2 separate regions of the Cyprinus carpio genome follow, and region 1 is linked to region 2. The links are chromatin contacts, called in public Hi-C maps. All regions are on one chromosome and are shown on one strand. Each heading gives the region's core, a stretch centred on a gene start, on an enhancer-like site or on the middle of the called end of the contact. The rest is flanking DNA. Distances are from core to core; before and after follow the strand shown. Region 1 holds the start of LOC109044870 (epoxide hydrolase 4). Region 2 overlaps brd4 (bromodomain-containing protein 4).

Evidence for each region. A called contact is a pair of places that touch in the nucleus more often than the background predicts.
Region 1: a contact with region 2 is called in a Hi-C map of skeletal muscle, with 4 times the contacts expected there. The contact joins the promoter of LOC109044870 here to the enhancer-like site in region 2. A contact is called at or near these places in 2 of 8 Hi-C or Micro-C datasets (both in skeletal muscle).

Annotation. Positions count from the first base shown.
Region 1 is chrB3:12,716,015-12,720,199 of ASM1834038v1, reverse strand. LOC109044870 (epoxide hydrolase 4) reads right to left here and starts at 1,305. Exons shown (of 6, transcript XM_042719763.1): 1 at 863-1,305; 2 at 118-203. The coding sequence starts at 1,105. It overlaps LOC122136488 (a long non-coding RNA gene), which reads left to right and starts at 2,156. Exons shown (of 3, transcript XR_006154169.1): 1 at 2,156-2,324.
Region 2 is chrB3:12,683,023-12,687,019 of ASM1834038v1, reverse strand. All of the region lies in intron 1 of brd4 (bromodomain-containing protein 4), which reads left to right. Among protein-coding and RNA genes, the nearest start is that of brd4, 13 kb to the left of the region's middle. Within about 2 kb of position 1,534, at least 2 of the 8 cell types and tissues checked have an H3K27ac peak or open chromatin away from gene starts, as enhancers often do. A contact at or near this core is called in skeletal muscle, where this site is marked.

The DNA.
Region 1 (4,185 bases), core at 56-2,555, 33 kb before region 2:
AAATGTCTGAATGCTTTCACTTAGAAGAAAACAATACGCAGAGACACTTTACAAAACTTACTGCATCAGGTCTACAGTATAAAATAAGCAGAAATAGAAAATGAATGAGGAAATAACCAGTTTTCTGGGAAACCATGAAGAAACAGCATTAGAGGCTTTCTGTGGTCTCCTTTGGTTACATAATGAAACCTCAAGCCCGAGCTCTAAAGGGTTAAAAAAAAAAGAAGAAGAACAAGAAAAAGATGTCACAAAACTACTACTAAGCAAACTAAGTACGTATAACTTAAGTAAATAAATAGGAAACTGCGAATACATCACCACTCTTTTCAATCACTATTCCAGCAATCTTATGAAATCTTATCACAATCTTATCAAATCTGAGAAAGATTGGAAATAAACACTGACTAATGAACGCTGCTAAGTGTGATTTGAGTAAAGACAAAGGAATGTGGAATAGATTGAGGAACGTCGTGTTCTGTGTCTAAACACAGGTGGCGCAAGAGCACAAGACATGGACATGGATCATGCTTCAGCCTTTCATTCGCCTTTCATTCACCTTTCTCACTAAAGAACGAACACAGATCACGCTCTCAGATCAGATAATTTACTTTAAAACAAATTTTACTCAGAAATTATTTGTAGATTTCATAAACTTACAAAGAAACGGCAAGTAACAAATTGATTTAAAGTGACATTTTTTAAGTCGAAAGACTGAAATCGTATTTTTTTCACTCCAATAATAGTTTTATTTACATCTTCGACAGTATATATAATGATGTTCTACATATAACTTTGTTCAATGTTTTAAAGGCATCAGATAAATAATTGAGAATATTCTTCAGTAGGCTATAAATCCTCTCACCCTGCCCTTCAGATACCCGTGGTGCCCAAGTGAAGGGTCTTTGAGGCAGTCTGGGGGTCTCTCTCGAGCGGTCCATTGAAAGGTCCCATATGGATCCTTAAATCCAGTCCAGGCAATTCGGATCAGAACCAAACAAGCGGTGATTCCAGCTGTGCCGTACACCAGAATGTAATACACTAAAGAGAGAATCCATAAGCTTAGTCGTGTTGGTAATAAAAGCAGGTGCATTAAAGAATTGCTCATGTCTAATTTTGATAATTAGGAGAGAGATAGGCTAGAGACACGGGCTCTGTGTAGCAAATGTCCCTTGCCTTCGGAGAAGTCCACCTTTCAAAATAAACCCCATGTGACTGTGTGGAAACAACTGTCACTGAGCTATTTTTGTACCACAAATAAATGGTCTGGGAGACTGGCTTAATTACAAGCATTTTTCCCTTAATCTTCGGCTGTCTTAACTTCAATGCATATATGTAGTCTAAATATTTATATTCCTAATTTGTTTAATATTTTAATTAATTAATTTTAGTTACAAAAAAATAAACAAATAAAATCTAAATTATATAAATTTTTCCAAATAATATGACCAGATTGCATAAATCATAAATATGAAGGCTACTTCTCTGCAAAATTTGACTTTAAGGTGACAACCTTGAGTGAACCTGCAGTCTGTGAAAAGGGCATATTTTACCAGTTCTAATGCTTGCATGTTTCTCAACACTTTCCACATGTTGTAACAATGACTCATTGTTTTTAATTATATGGTATATTTTGAGACTAGGCCCCACTTTTCCCTAAAAATGATCATAGGTGTTATTTTCCCCATTTGTTCTCTTTCACTGACTCATAATGCACTCTCTTATGATTAAAATCTCAGTGCATTTTCATTGTAGGCATGTTCTCGCTCCATGCAATAAATTCAGATCCTTAAATGAGCTTAAAAACATATTTACTCCTTAAAACATATTTACTTCAGGTAATTGTTAATGCTTTGAGTCATTTCAAGGGCAGCCAAAATGATAATTTAAAATCAGTCAGAACTGTAGAAATAAGTCTTTATATTTACAAGTAAAGCTTTATACACTCCTTTAGGCTACTTGTTTTAATGTCTTTAAGTGGCATCAAGTCTTGCGTATAGACAGACAGACAGATAGACAGATAGATAGATATTTTTTTAAAGTTACTTCACAAACAGTAGAATTTATTTCCTAAATCGTGATTTCATCACGCACTTCTATTGTTATTTCAGGCGCAGGGTCGTTTAAATAAGAGCGATCGCACAGCAAACGGAAGGGAGATCAGAGTTGAGCGGGTTTAAATAATCGCTCACACGTGTGACAGCGGCGCTCGCGGTCCTCACGTCCTGTGCGTCCTCCGCGCGCATGACGTCACCGACGTCTCGAGCTGTTTGTTCTGGATTGTGGGAGAGAAAGAGCCCGCGCGCCCTCACAACAAAATAAAGAAGGTAAACAAACAAGCGACCTTTCCACTCACGCAAAGCGTTTATTTCTTATTGATTGTCCCGGCATGCGCCGCGTCGTTTCGTGCAGCGGTCAAGCGCGCTAGTCAGCGCTGAAATGATTGTACTGCTGCGCGCGGTGAAAGCGGCCTGTGTGTCGCCGAGTGCTAACGCTAGCAGCTAGGAAAGACTAACTTATTCGTGATAACGGCTCAGTTTGGGTATGCTTGCGTTCTTGGGCTGGTCGCTGTTGTGTTTTAGCGCCGCATTTCCCCGTGTACATCGCGTGTGCGTCAAAGAAAGCGGCTAACGAAGGGCTCTGAGCTTGTTTATTAGCATTAGGCCGTTGGCTGTCCAGTGCTAGCACAGGATCGCGTCCCTGCTCTGCGCAGCTTGACGCGAGGATCTCACGTTTCTCTGTGCGGGAATGCCGGAGGATTTGACGTACAATTGAACGAGAATAAGCGTACACTTTCCGCGCGGTCAGATTAATTAAGTCGGGTTCATGTGATCTGCGCTCGTTTCGAGCCTCTGACATTGACAGATGAGTATTAATCGCGGGCCGTGGTTGTTTCACGCTTTGGGGTGAGACTAGTGTGTGTTGTGATTGCACACACACACACACACACACACAGTGTGATACGTAACGTTACACGACGCCGGACAATTCCGTGTCATACACCGTTAGCACTGGTAGCGGGTGATGTTCGGAGGAAATGTGCAGCGCATTCCCCCACTTTTCATGACTATTACAGTGTCTCAGCCGCATTACATTTCCTTAACAAATGTTTTGAATGCATATGAGCTCATTTAATCGGACTGTAATGGTGTGGCCCTCGGTGTTTTAGCGACTTTGAGCATAAGGACTCGTCTGAGCTGCCCACGGTCGCCATTTTGTGTTGCTCCGCCGTGTAACGGAGAAACGCACAACCTTTAGCTTTTATTAAAAAAAATGTGCGAGAGGCAGTAGTCGTATTTGAGTTGTATCTTTCCGTTTCAAAGTCGCTAACATTACTATTCTTTATATTAAAGTGTATTTAGTCGCAGACGGCATCAGCTCGGAGCCCTGGTCAGCAGCGTTTAATAGCCTCGCTGCGCTTTCGGTTTGAGCTCAGAGTGAATCTTGTGATTTGTAGCAGAAATATCAGACGTGTGTCTGCTTGTGGACAGGTTTGGGTGTTCAGTGTGTTGAATACAGTCAGTAAACGCTGTCAGTTATTCACCTGAGCTTGTGTGCGAGGCAGGTCTCTGTATGTTTAATGTTAGTTATCTGAGCTGTTGAAGGACTGACAGGTTTCCCAGCTTTAAGTGATTGGTGATTGTGTTCAGCGGAGATTTAAGTCGCTTAGCAATTTTGCTCGCTTATTAAATATATCGTTATGTTGGCCTTCGAGGTGAATTAGTGTCAGGTACAATCGCGTTTAGCTCGTGAGTGTGAAATTGTATTAAGTCAGGCACGTGGGGCTTATATTACAGACAGGTTTGTGATTGACAGCTTTGACTGTGTGCTTTGTCAAAGCGTTTCTAGAGGGTTGTTGTTAGAGAACTGAAATGTTTCGATAACTTTTAAAACGCAACCCAGGTGAGTACACGATCGATCTGTTTTCCATCTTGCTCTCTGTGTAGGCAGTTTTAAGCAGTTCTGAGAGGATTTAGCTGTTTTTTCTTTAATCAGTTTTGATTGCAAAAAAAGTCACAGATTTTGTGTCAGTAATTTCTGGAGTTTTGTGGAAATTGCACTTAAGAAATTGATACCGTATTATGTGTGACGTACATTAGTCGTATGGTAAAAATGCAGAAAGCTGGTTTATTTTTATCTTAAATTCTTATATTTTTACAAATTATTTTATTAGTTATTTTTGTTCTT
Region 2 (3,997 bases), core at 285-2,784:
CACATTGCACTTGGATTGATACTTTAATAGGAGACTATTAAAAGAATGACTTGATGACTTTGGCCATGTAAATCATCATATCGTATACATACAGAAACTCAAAGGTCTTGAAGGCAACACATCCAATTAAACACTCAGTTTAATTGGAAGAAATTGTGGCAGAAATACACATTCTAATGTAGAAATACTAATCAGGTTTAATTGTTTAACTTTGATTAAAAGATCAATTAAATTCATATTTAATGCTTTCAACAGAAAAATTAAAATACACAGTGCAGAATTTCTTATTATTGTAAAAAACTATAATAAATTGTTATTCTTATGAATTAAATTAATTACACATACTTTTTGATTGTTAAAAAAAAATTAACTATTAAAATGGAATCTGATAAATATAAAATGGAATGTGAGGAAAAAAAGAAATGTATTTCATAGGGCCCTAAAAAAGTTTTCCATTATTCTTACAGACTGAGGGATGGATCAAAATTGTTGTCTGTAATGAACGGCGTGCTTTAGAATGAGATTATAGCATTGGCGTTGTTGAATACGAAAAATTCAGGCATACACCACTGTTGAAATGTTTGGGGTTGAGTCTACATTTATTTAATCAAAAAACAGTAATATTGTAAAATAATATTACGATTTAAAATAACTTTTTTTTATTTGAAATTTTTTTTTTTTTTTTTTATGTAGTTAAATTTTCAGCATTGTTACTCCAGTCTTCAGTGTTACGTGATCCTTCAGAAATCATTCTAATATGCTGATTTGTGTCTTAATATTTAAGAAAATAATGCATTTTCTTCAGAATTCTCTGGTGAGTTGAAAGTTCAAAAGAACAGCTTTTTAAAATGATTGTGTAAGTGTAGTGTAATTAGGTCAGCTTTGTGTGACGTGTATTCGTCTATATGAGTTTAAACTTGATTTTTAGGTAGGCGCTAAATGTTTCCCTGGAGCGGTGTATGAGCGAGCATTTACTGGTAACCGACAGTTTGGCGTTCTTTCCTGGCTAGTCACGCTGGCAGATCATCAGTTCCCTCTTTTTCTGCGTCTGAGCTCTAGGGTTGATACGGTGGTCATGTGACCACTGTTCCTCTCGTCACTAGGTGAGTCATCAGGAATGCTGTTAGTCAGACATAAACAACTGCTTTGTGTGTGTACAGATACTTTTAGACTCGGAAAACAAGTGGAATGTGTCATGTCAGTTGACCCACGGGGTAATTCAGCTCAGCCCCAGCCCACCCTGTTGTTGGTTGCATTTCCTCCACAGTTGGGGGTATTTTTAGCTTGGGGTACTTTTGTGTGTGTGCTTGTGGCTTCAGACTGAAGATTTTTCTTGTGCTCTGTGTATGACTTGGACATGATGTCCCCCATTACAGAGCTGATCGGAACAGTGAAGTTAACTCTGAGCTGAACTCCCGCATCCTGAGCTCTCCAGAGATCCACAGCATGAACAAAGAATGCTGGTCAGACCCACAGACTCTCACAGCAGCTACAGGCTCTGGCAGATGCAAAAGAAATATTTGCCCTCTAGAAAACTTGCTCACACACATCCTGTTCTGGAGTTACAGTCACAGACCGTTGCCCAATCCAGGGACCTTCACTACAGATGGAGCTATTAGCATCTTGTAAACGATTGGTGTCTTGGATTGATCTGAACACTGAGGGTCCTGAGATTTGACAGGTCTACGTGGGAGAATGGAAACCCCCTAGTTTACCAAAAGTATAATTTTTTTATTTATTTATATATATTCAGTTTGTTCTACACTCAGTTTATTTCATACCTGAAAACCTGTCACCTTTTGGTGAAAATTGCTGTTCTGTAGTTGAAACGTGCCATTTATGTGATTTATGCAAGTATCTGTTTTGTTTTTTTTTGTTATATAACAGTTATATATAGCATTGCATAATCATTTATTAGGCTGAAATATGAGGTTTATCTCTCTCTCTCTCTCTCTCTCTCTCTCTCTCTCTCTATATATATATATATAATATTATATAATATAATATAATTTTTTGTTTTTTGGTCAAAGTCTGTATTTAAGACTTCAGAAGTGTTTTTTTTATTATTATTATTTCTCTTTTTACAGTTTTGGATATGTTACCATAGAAATTGGTGTTGTTTCTAAAGAATGCTGCTAAACTATCTAAACTAATTTTCGAAACTATTTCAGCTGCTGATTCCAACAGATTTTCTGATTTCTGATTCCATTTCCCCCCAACCACAAACTGTGGATTTCTTTTCTAGTCTTTGTTGAATACTTGTTATTGTAGTAGTATAAGTAGATCTCAAGTATGACAAAAAGATAATGACATTTGTTTATATAATTTATTACATTTCTTTCTCTAAAAATTCAAGATTTTTTTATTGCTTTCTGTGAATTCATTTTAATTCATTGTTACCAAACAACAGTTCAGTGGTTCTTTTTGTAGTGTCTTCATTTTCCTGTTGTACAGGCATTTAAATTTGAGTACATGTAGGTATAGTGTGTGTGTGTGTTTAGGAAATGGCTTATGATATGCTTTTTGTGAACTGCTGCATTTCATTGTGGACATTTTTATTCATTTGGCAGATGCTTTTATGTTTCATTAGCTTGTGTTTTCCCTGGGAATTGAACCCCTGATCTTGTTTCTCTACTAGTTGAGCTGGAGTAATGCTCTGCCGTACCACTGAGAAATTAATCACATTTTACTTGTACTCACATTATTAGTCAAAGTGCATGCGTCAGGAAACAAGCGTAACAAATTTGTATAAATAGTTTTTAAAACCATTCTTGTGTAAACTGTTGCATGGAGTTTTATGAACAACTTTGAGTTTGTTCTGCTCAGGTTTCATGATTGAGACCCAAAGATTGGCCTAATATCATGATTGAATGTTGTAACAAGAAGCTAAAGAGAAGTGAAATGAAGTGTGTCAGTGAGAGGCTTTGCTGTGGGCCTGGTGCAGGACAATTGGCAGCTGCTGTGCTGTAAAATCACTATAACACGATTGTTTTTACTACAGCCAAAGCTTGTGTATAATAAATAACTGAACACAAGTTCAGTTCCTTTTTTATTGTTTGACCAGCAGCTGTAAATACCCCTAATTTGACTGCAGGAAAACACACTGGAGGATGCTTTGACAGAAACTAGATTCATTTTGCTTCATACTGCTGAAGCAAATTCAGATTATTTTTGCTAGGTGAATTTTTTTTTTTTTTTTTTTTTTTTTTTTTTTTCTTGCTCTCAGTCATTCTGAATAATTCAGGAATGGCAGTCGCTGTGGACTCATCCTGACTGAATGCAGTCTGGTGTATCGTGTTTTATGAAGACTTGACAGGAGACGGGGGACTGTGCCAATGAGTCACTACAGCACTTGTGTGACTGTGAGATACATGCTGCCGGGGAGTAGCAGTCTGTCCGCACACTTCGTCAAATTTCTTTAAGCACAGAGACATCCCGTTTACTCTGAATGTCCCCATTATGATTATTTACTACTTGACTCGTAATAAATAAGCTACTTTATCCTTAAAAAAAATTGTCTTTCTCTTTAATTATTCCCTTCTCTTTCTAGCTTGTACTTGTTTGAACAATGCCTAAAACTTGGTATTACAAGCACTTCTGTCTGTTTGCCTCTTTAAGAAGAATCGCTTTATGTATCCCCCAATTGTAAGTCGCGAAATGACTAAATGTAAATGATTTACTGCGGTCTAAACGTTTTTCAGTTGACTCATCCAAATAATACTTTCAGTAGTATTGCTGCGTTACTGTTGTTTACAGGTTTCTCTTGTAGTAAGATTAAATGCAAGGCTGTAGACAGCAATGTGAGTTGACATTGTTTCATTAGCAGGAAGTGTAGGTGTGGGGATTGGCAGATTACCCAGGCACAGTAGTAGTGGTGGGGGTGTGATTACTAGAGAGACGAAGACATGTGGGCCCTCCTTTGGTATCAATTACCAGGCTGACCTTTAACATGCTTCAATCGAAAAACAACTGGCTGAGGAGCAAGAATTGATTGTGG